Regions from separate parts of the Sus scrofa genome. Here region 1 is linked to region 2. Evidence: chromatin contacts called from public Hi-C data. All regions are on one chromosome and are shown on one strand. The core of a region is the stretch at or near the end of the contact, and the rest is flanking DNA. Distances in the headings are between cores, read along the strand shown.

Region 1 (5,118 bases), core at 860-3,359, 37 kb after region 2:
TAGTTGGGTTCATTAACCGCTGAGCCACGACAGGAACTCCCCACAATTTATTCTGAGTAAATAACAATACATCTACACTATGGACTATTTGTCAGGTGTTAAAAGCAATAAGTACATTCTAAATATTAAGGACTAAGAAGTTCCATAGTAATAAAAACTAACACTAAAAAAGCACTGGTGGAGTTCCCATTGTGGCTCAGTGGTTAAGAATGCAACTACAACCTCTGAGAAATTGCAGGTTTGATCCCTGGCCTTGCTCAATGGGTTAAGGATCCAGTGTTGCCACAAGCTTCTGCGTAAGTCAAAGATGTGGCTTGGATCCAGTGTTGCCGTGGCTGTGGTGTAGGCCTCAGCTGCATCTCCAATTCAACCCCTAGTCAGGGAACTTCCATATGCCACAGGCGCCGCCATAAAAAGGAAAAAAAGCACTAGCTGTGTAGTATCGGCCTAAATATTTTACGTATGTTGTTTACTTCTCAAAAAGACTTTACAAGGGAGAAACTAATATTTTAAGCATCATACAGAGATAAGAAAATGCAGATACAGAGAGGTTAATTTGCCTCCCCAAGGTCACACAACTCATTAGGGGGAAAAGCTAGGCTCTGGTTCCAGAGTCAGTGCTCCTAGCTAGTGTATGATAGAGAGGAACGTGCACAGTATAATTCCATTTGTTATGTGTAAAGTCCTCATAAATAAACATACACTTATATATGCCTTTGTTAGCATAGAGAACAGCATGGGTGAGAACACATCTGAGCATCTGCATTGGTTACCTCAGGAGGCAGAAACAGAGAAGGACAGGTCATGAGGCTAGACCCTAAGTTACTGTCTATATATGAGTCTTTGAATTGTTTAATGACAAGTTTATATTACTTTGGGGTTTGTTTCACTTTATTATAGTTGATTTACAATGTTCTGTCCATTCCTGCAGTACAGCAAAGTGACCCAGACATACATATATATACATTCTTTTTCTCATATTATCTACTACCATGTTCTACCACAAGTGATTATAGTTCCCTGTGCTATACAGCAGTACCTCATTGCTTATCCATTCTAAACGTGATAGCTGCATCTACTAACCCCAAACTCCCACCCCCCTCCATACTCCCCTTTAGCAACCACAAGTCTGTTCTCTATGTCTGTGAGTCTTTTCTGTTCTGTACATAGGTTTATCTGTGCCGTATTTTAGATTCCACATATAAGTGATATCATGTGGTATTTGTCTTTCTCTTTCTGACTTACTTCACTTGGTATGAAAATCTCTAGTTGTATCCAAGTTGCTGGAAATGGCATTATTTTGTTCTTTTTTATGCCTGCATAGTTAAATAACTATTTTTTAAAAGAAAGAGAAAAAAAATTGCTTTTCTTTTTAGGGCTCCTCCTGCAGTAACTGGACATTCCAGGGCTGGGGTCAAATCGGAGCTGCAGCTGAGACCTTTGCCACAGCAACACTGGATCCAAGCCACAGCTTGCACCAACACCAGATCCTTAACCCCCTGAGTGCAAGGCCAGAGATCAAACCCACGTCTTCATGGAAACTATGTCAGGTTCTTTTTCTTTTTCTTTTTCTTTTTTTTTTTTTTTTTTTGTCTTTTTGCCTTTTCTAGGGCCACTTCCCGCGGCATATGGAGCTATAGCCGCCGGCCTACGCCACAGCCACAGCAATGCAGGATCCTTAACCCACTGAACAAGGCCAGGGATCGAACCTGCAACCTCATGGTTCCTAGTCGGATTCGTTAACCACTGCGCCACAACAGGAATTCCACTATGTCAGGTTCTTAATCTGCTGAGCCATAATTTTTTCCCAAGAAAATTTTATAGAATCTCTTGAGACGGATTTAAGTGGAGCTTCAGTGTGATTTTCTGGCATGATTGATCCCCTTAATTCTGTTGAACTCAGACTAGGTCTGACTCTGAAATAGAAGGTCACAGGAAGGCCATAGGGGTTCAAGAAGCACAGATCTAAACATTCTGATGCTAAATGGAGAAATATTTACCTGTCTGCCTGGGTGTGCCTGTGAGTGGGTGTTTGTAGGTGTATGTTTGCCTAAAACACTGTTTTTCTGGCATTTGGTCTTCTACTTTGATCAGTTTGTTATACTGTAACTACTTCCAGTTATGAGGATGATGCAATCAATGGAGACCTACAAAAGGATCTCTTGGGTAACCTCATTGCAGTAGGGTGCCTGAATGAAGCTCTAAGGATCTTTATTCCCAACAAGTAGTGAGCATGTGAAAGTTCTCCCCAAAGAGAGTTTTGAAGTGACTATTTCTAGAAAGACTCCCGTTCACCAAAAACTATCATCTTTTTTTTATAGTAAGTGTTCAAGGACATTCAGGAACCTTCTGCTTAAAGGCTAAATTCTAACCAGATGTTAGAATAACTGAGAATCAAGAATCTAGAGGAGGAGTTCCTGTCGTGGCGCAGTGGTTAACGAATCCGACTAGGAACCATGAGGTTGCGGGTTCAGTCCCTGCCCTTGCTCAGTGGGTTGACGATCCGGCTTTGCCGTGAGCTGTGGTGTAGGCTGCAGACGCGGCTCGGTCCCGAGTTGCTGTGGCTCTGGCATAGGCCGGCGGCTACAGCTCAGATTCGACCCCTAGCCTGGGAATCTCCATATGCCGCGGGAGCGGCCCAAGAAATAGCAAAAAGACAAAAAAAAAAAAAAGAATCTAGAGGAGAGTTACAGTGTATATACATAACACACCTCTACAAAATAAACACAGTGGGATAGCCAGATAGACAAAGAAATGATAACAGTAGCTAACAATTACCCAGGGCCTGCAATAGTCAAATCACTGTGCTGAGCATTCAGCATGGATCGCCTCATTTAATCCTCATGGTAAAGCTATGAGAAGATTCCACTCTGTCCTCTATTTTGTAGATGAGGCAACTGAAGAGTAGAGAAGTTCAACTTTTACTGAGTAATACAGATAATAAATGGTAGATCTAGGATGTGAGCCAGGTAGTGTAGCTTGGGAGCCGAATTTAAGCTCTGTAATACCTTCTTCAGTGGATCTATACCTGAATCAGCTATCTACAGAGCTACTTACAGATGAGGCATCTTCTCAGGATAGTGCAACACCTTAGAACACAGATTAAGCAGCCAGACTCCCTCAGTTCAGACCCCTTTCCTGCCACATACAAGCTGGATAACCTTGAGAAAATTATTCAACCTCTCTAGGCTTCAGTTTTCATTTGTAAAGTGAGAATAATATTGATACCAACCTCACAAAATTGGAGTGAGAATTAACTAAATTAATATATATATAATTAATAGTAAATGACATAATAAATACCAAGTAATATATGTAAAGAGCATTTCTTTACGTAGTAAACACCCAACATGTTAGCCAGTGTTATTTCGGTAAAGCAGATGATCCCCCACCCCAAAAAAGAAGATGATCCCAGAAATGTCTAAAATTTTCTGTTGCAAGGAATGTATTAAAGAATATGTCTTCTAGTTCTGCGTCACTCTTAGTTTAAGGTGCTTAACCAAGCCTTTATTTGTCACTATTGTGCAAGTGGAAAAGTTGGGAATAAACACCATATAAACCAAGACTTAATTTCAGACCTTCTCTGTTCTTCAAAGCTACCCCGTGACATGACTTACTTGGAGAATCTGAATTTTGTGGGGAGAATGACTTCTCCAGGGAATTTGATTCTTTTTGCTCCATTTTCTCTGTGGTTGAATCCAGCTCCTCTTTCTTTATTTCTTTTTGCTCATTCCATTCCTGATTTTCCATTTTGTTGGTATGAGTCTGGTCAGATTCTTCCAGCATCAGATCTTTTTTACCTCTGACAGCCCAGTGCATTGACTACATTAAATAAAAGCAGACATATAAAATTGATATTACATAGTTTCTATATTTAAAGTTCAATATGGGATAACACCAGACCTACTATTACAGTGCTGATGAACAAAATGTTAAACTTAACTATCTGCCAGATATTAAACAATTAATTCAGATATTAATCAATTAATCCTCACTGATTTGGAAGACTAAGAATATAAGAAGAAATCCACAGCCTCATAGAGAGCCAAGGGACCAACATCAGAGAGATTCAATGAATGAGACATTTCTTCAGAAAGTTAAACATAAAATTACCGTATGGCCCAGCAATTCAATTCCTAGGCACATACCCAAAAGAACTGAAAGCAGATATTCCAAAGAAAAACTTGACAAATGTTCATAGCAGCACCAGTCACAGGAGTCAAAGGTGGGAATAACCCAAATGGCCGTCAGCTCACAAATGGATAAGCAAAAATGTGGTAGAGCCATACCATGAAATATTATTCTGCCATAAAATAGGAATGAAGTACTGCAAACATGGATAAACCTTGAAAACATTATGCTAAGTAAAAGAAGTTAGATATAAAAAGCCATACATTGGAATTCCCTGGTGGCTAAGTGGGTTAAGGATCTGGCACTGTGACTGCTATAACTCTGGTTATTGCTATGGCACAGGTTCAATCCCTAGCCTGGGAAATTCCACATGCTGCAGGCGCAGCCAAAAAAAAAGCCACATATTGTATGATTCCAGACTATACAAATCCATAAAGATATAAAGCAGATTAGTGGTTACCAGGAGCTGGGGGAGAAGGGAACAGGGCACGATTGCTAAGAGGCTTCCTTTTGAGGATATGAAAAAGTTCTGAAACTAGGTAGTGATGATACACAAACAACATGGTGAATGTATTTAATGCCACTGAATCATTCACTTTAAAATGGTTAAAATCCAAGTTCTCTTGTAGCACAGAGGGTTAAGGATCCAGTGTTGTTACTACAGCAGCTTGGGTCATTGCTGTGTGGGTTCAGTCCCTGGCCCAGGAACTTCCACATGCTGAGGCACCACCCGCCCTGAAAAAAAAGGTTAAAATGGTGAGTTTTGTGTTATGTGTATTTTACTAACAAACAAACAAAAAGGCTGTGTACCTTGAGCCGTGCCAGAGATTAAACCTACTATTATAGTTAACTATTTTAACTATTTCCACACTGCTGTTGTGACCTTCCATCCAGCCAGGATCCATGCAGACTCAGTAAATATTAGAATTCTGGATTATAGATCTTCTCTTTAAGAAAAATCATGGCACAAAGCAGGAAGTCAATCAA
Region 2 (5,434 bases), core at 2,636-5,135:
CATACATTTCCTCAAAGAAGATATACTAATGGCCAATAAGCACATGGAAAGAGCTCAACATCATTAATCAACAGGAAAATATAAATCAGATCTACAGTGAGATACTGCTTCAGGTCTATTAAGACATTATCCGGGTTTTTAATGGAAAATAAGTGTTGGCTAAAAAGGTGGAAAAATTAGAACCCTCATACATTACTGATGGGAGTGCAACATGGTGCAGCCACTGGAAAAGTTTGGCAGCTCCGCCAAGATTTAAACATAGAATTACCCTTTGACCCCACAATTCCACTCCCAGGTATCTACCCTAGTTCAGTCATTTGAAATGCAGTAATTCCATGATAATAATTTCCATCACTTTTCACAATGCCTATAACTTAACAACTAAATCTGTATGAAGGTTTTTTTTGTTAGCGATTTTTTTTTTTTTTTTTTTGGCCAATCTGAACTAAGCCCCTCACATACATTGTCACAAATGGATATCTAGAGTTATTCTCCAGTCAATATAAAATTAAATCCAAGAATCTTGAATGGTAGCTAAGCCTATCAAACTCTGCAGTGTTGCCAACTCTATTCCTTTCAAATGAAGCACGAAAGCACACAAGGCAGCTAAGTTAAAATTTCCACATTCTGATCACCTCTCATTGAATCTGCCACTAATTAGCTATGTGACCTTGGGCAAGTAACTCACAGCCAATAGTTTCCTGTCTGTGAATAAAGGGATTAGACTAGGTTTAATGTTTCTTCCAGTATTAAAACTCTGATTTATTAAAATTCCAGGGAAAAGCCCACCAAAATATTGCAAAATAAGTTTTGATTTGCTATAAAAGAACAAAGAAATGCCCCACACTGCTCCTAAACACACGCCCGTACCTCTCAATATTCTGCCTCTGAGAGTGGCATTGGGAAAGCTTTTGAGTGAAGGCTACCAATATTTGCCTTCCTTACCCAAATTAACTTAATAAAAACTATCACATAAAGGAGTTCCTGCTGTGGCTCAGGGGAAACAAATCTGACCAGTATCCATGAGGATAAAAGTTCGATCCCTGGCCTCGCTCATCAGGCTAAGGATCCAGCAATGCCATGAGCTGTGGTGTAGGTCACAGACACAGCTCAGATCCCACGTTGTGATGGCTGTGGTGTAGGCTGGCAGCTGTGGCTCTGACTCAGCCCCTAGCCTGGGAACTTCCACATGATTCAGGTGTGGCCCTAAAAAGACAAAAACAAACTAACAAAAAAAAACTATCATTTAAAAGAACAGAATCTAGGGGTGGCATGGAGGAGAAGGCAACCAGAATCACAGGGGACTTTTTCAAAGTAAAATGTCCATGGTTTTAAGTCAATGTTTTATGGTGTTATTGTCATGAATGACAATATATTTTAACTGGGTTGGAAGATATATATTTTACTTCTTTTTTTCTACTTGCCGCTCACTGCATTAAATGGCAATGCTAAAGACCTAAGGTTGGAAAATAACTCATTTGGAAATCCACACTTTTTGAGAATAAAATCTATAATAATTCTGATCTCTTGGCTCATTTTAGCAATATGATAAATCATTTGAAAAGGCAATTTCATCTTTTTGAAAAGCCTACATTAATTCAAAGAAGCTGAAAATTAAATGTTAAATGAGGATATTTCACTTCTGAAATGTTGCAAAGAAAATGTAATCACAATTGTTCTTACCAAATACAAATTAACTTTCTAATAGATTCATTTCTTTTGCAGTTTTCTTTTCCCTTATCAAAAAACAAAAAAAGAAAAAAGCCCTCAGTAGAATTTTTGATGGAACTACTTTAATCGAAATCAATTCCCATCAATGCCAAGCTTTTAAGCAATTGTGAAGAGAATTTTTTTTTTTTTCTCGCTTTTCAGGGCTGCACTTGGGGCACATGGAGATTCCCAGGCGAGGGGTCCAGTCGGAGCTACAGCTGCCGCCCTATGCCACAGCCACATCAGCACCAACTACGGATGCGACCTACACCACGGCTCCAGCTCAAGGCAACGCTGGATCCTTAACCCACTGAGCAAGCCCAGGGATCAAACCCACAACCTCATGGTTCCTAGTCAGATTCCTTCCCACTGTACCACAAGGCAATCGCCAAGTGAGGAGAATTCTTAAAACGAAGAGTAGGTTAAGGAAGAGTAAGAACTTTCTGTAAATATTATCCTTCAAATATACAGAAGAAAGGAATTAAAGAAAGACTTCAAAATTAAGATACATGCAACTAGAGATTCTCATACTAAGTGAAGTCAGAAAGAGAAAGACAAATACCACATGGTATCACTTACATGTAGAATCTAAAACATAGCACAAATCTAAAACATAGCACATATCTACAAAGTAGAAACAGATTCACAGACATATAGAAAATAGACTTGTGGTTGTCAAGGGGAAGGGTGGCAATGACTTCCTACTGTACAGCACAGGGAACTATACCCAATCTCTTGGGATGGAACATGATGGAAGATAGTATGAGAAAAAGGATACATACACACACACACACACACACACACACACACACAAATGACTGGGTCACTATGCTGTACAGTATAAATTAACACAACATGGAAAATCAACTATATTATAATAAAAATAAAGTAAAATTAAAAAGAAACGGGAGTTTCCACTGTGGCTCAGGGGAAATGAATGCAACTTGTATCTATAAGGATGCATGTTCAATCCCGGGCCTTGCTCAGTGAGTCAAGGATCCAGAGTTGCCATGAGCTGTGGTGTAGGTTACAGAGGCAGCTCAGATCCCATGTTGCAGTGGCTGTGACCTAGGCCAGCAGCTGTAGCTCCAATTCCACCCCTAACCTGGGAACTTCCATATGCTGCAGGTGAGACCCTAAAAAGAGAAAAGAAAAAAAAAAAACCAAGATACAGTAAAATACTAAGATTAAATTATAGCTTGTCTCAGCACACAGGTAGAATCTAAGAACAACATTAAAAAAAAAAAACTCTCTTCTGAGATGGCATCTACTGGAAAAGTGCAGGTAACTTTATACATATGATAAAAAATCATGCCTTTGAATGTCGGGAATAACTTTGCTCCCATACAGTATTCATAAGGAAATTGAGACCACCCGTGTAGCTCTGCCAAATTAAAAACAAACAAAAAGGGGTAAAATTTCTAAAAAGCAAAATCTTAAGTTAGATAAAACTTATTCTTACATTTCTCAAGTATTTTACTCCCTTTCCACAATTAAATCAGTTTAGACACTTAGCACCTTCATTTAGTTAAGAGAAATGGTATTGAAAAAAATCTCAAGAAAATTCCCAAACTACCAAATGAGGTCACTTAACATACGGACTTCCTGCCTTCGTTTGAAATCTAACGTTGCGATGGATGGTCAGATTTCTAGGAACACTTTCAGAAATTTAACTAGTAAAAGGCCACCTGATGTTTTTCGCAAATTGTCCATCCGCAATAGAATCTGATGCCTGTGGGGAGCCACTTGCTGCGTTTAGAAGTACACTTGCGCCCTGGAATCCGCGGGGCATCCTCGGGCCGCACACCCTGCCGTAGCTCTCTGAGGTGGGCGACAGTGGTACACACAACTACGGGTTCTGAGAACTTTAACAATGACGCAAATAAGCATTTAGAGCATAAGCTACACTTAAAGGTGGGGCGGGTAGTAGCATTTAAAGGTTAAATGCAGACCTAATGCGCCGAACTTTGTTCTCAAATCACCTCCAAGGCTCCCCATCACTTGAGAAAGCCGAGACCACGCTCAGGGGGCGCGGTTTCTTCCCTAGGGTTCAGCAAGGAAAGGGCAATTGAGGAGACAAGAATGAGAGATTACTGTGTGAGCAGGATGCTCAAAGAGGCGAGCGCATAGGCAGCTGCCAGATTCCGTACGCCTTCCCTCACACTTTCCTCTCTTGACGCAGCAAGAGAGCTCAACGCGGGAAACGCTCAACCTCTGACGCAAATGCAGAAATTTTCCAGAGTGCGGGCCCGCAGCACTGAATGAGACGTATCTTAGTTTCACAGCTTTCCGAGTGATCTAATCTTAGTTTCACAGCTTTCCGAGGAAGCGGGAGGGCAAAAACCAAGTAAGGACCAGAAGCCAAGTGTGGTTGCGATTTTCAGAGAGCAGGTAAGGGAAGGGTTTCTAAAACCCTCTTTTAAAGGCTTTTACCTAAACTGCTAAACGGAGTTTTTATTATTTCTTTACTTTCAATAGGTATCCCGCTACTCGAGCAGGCAACCCTAGTCGCCCCTCTCAGAGCAGACCTCTGCGCGGTTCTAGGCCCCGCCTACTTGTGGGTTTGCTGCGCCTGCGCACCACTGTTTCTGTACTAAAGTACCTCCGCTTCACTTTCTTGCCGTAGCAGCGATGGCCGAGTGGTTAAGGCGTTGGACTTGAAATCCAATGGGGTCTCCCCGCGCAGGTTCGAACCCTGCTCGCTGCGGAAATGCCAGGCTACCTGGTGGTTGCCTTTTTTGCATCCTTTATAAGATTCCTGCAGATACAGACTTCACTCTTTCCCTGATTGCAGAGAAGTTTAGTGTGTTACAGAAAAGTCAATACATGTCAAGGCTACTGTTATGCGATAAGTCCTCCTTTATCCTAATTAGTAAGCTGATAGTTTTAGAATTGGTTCCTCAACATGAAGAACAAGTTTGCAAAATAAAAATAATATAAATATTTGCAGAAATTTTCAACCAATCACAGCCTGAACAAGCTATCATCTCATTAAAGCTGATGTCAGGGCTAATGCTACCTCACCTTCCATCTCAGAATCACCTTCAAGGGTTCCCCCACCACATCCAAAAAGTGGTGTGATATTCGAGATAATAAAACCTTTGAAAAGTTCAACTTCTAAATCACAATAGATAGATCCACATAATGAAACACTTTTCCTGTAGTCACAATTGTATTAATTTTACAATTTTAGTATTCGGTATTAATTTTACCAAAGACATGGGAAGACTTTCCAGATGCATTGCCAAATGCAAAAAGTTGGACAGGGTAGAAAACAATATATATTATGATCACATTTTTGTTGAACAAATCATGTATAAAATCTCTTAATCATTTAAGCGGCAAGATTGACAGAAAAAGAGAGAGTAAATGGGGACTGGAAAGAAATAATAAAAATTTTAGCAGTAATTATTATCTCTAGATGATAGGATTTTAATTTGCTTCACAGATAGTTTTTGCTTAACTGAGTTTTCTCAAATGTGTATATGGATCCTGCAATTTTTTTAATAATAAAAGGAAATTGTGAGGTTAGTCTTTGAGACCCTGCACATTCCCTTTCTGCTCCCTCCCACCCCATGCTTTCCAGGTGTTCTTACTGAGTTCCCTGACATCTCAGGACTAGGAATAGTTTTCAAGGGTACTTGAATTAGATTCCATCCATTCTATTTGAGACTTGACTGAACACATACATCACCACATTCACATCTTCAATCCATCTTCTCTG

Evidence for each region. Hi-C and Micro-C count contacts between places; a contact is called where the count stands out from the background.
Region 1: a Hi-C map of liver shows a contact between it and region 2, with 2.8 times the contacts expected there. The contact joins the enhancer-like site here to the promoter of CTNNA3 in region 2. A contact is called at or near these places in 1 of 5 promoter capture datasets (liver) and 3 of 47 Hi-C or Micro-C datasets (embryonic fibroblasts, fetal liver and liver).

The regions. Positions count from the first base shown.
Region 1 is chr14:71,009,057-71,014,174 of Sscrofa11.1, forward strand. DNAJC12 (dnaJ homolog subfamily C member 12) reads right to left here. Exons shown (of 6, transcript XM_021072941.1): 5 at 3,618-3,822. Among named protein-coding and RNA genes, the nearest start is that of TRNAS-UGA, 37 kb to the left of the region's middle. Within about 2 kb of position 2,110, at least 3 of the 83 cell types and tissues checked have an H3K27ac peak or open chromatin away from gene starts, as enhancers often do. A contact at or near this core is called in fetal liver and liver, where this site is marked.
Region 2 is chr14:70,970,657-70,976,090 of Sscrofa11.1, forward strand. CTNNA3 (catenin alpha-3) reads right to left here and starts at 3,886. Exons shown (of 19, transcript XM_021074380.1): 1 at 3,663-3,886. It overlaps TRNAS-UGA (a tRNA gene), which reads left to right and starts at 4,336; the gene lies at 4,336-4,417.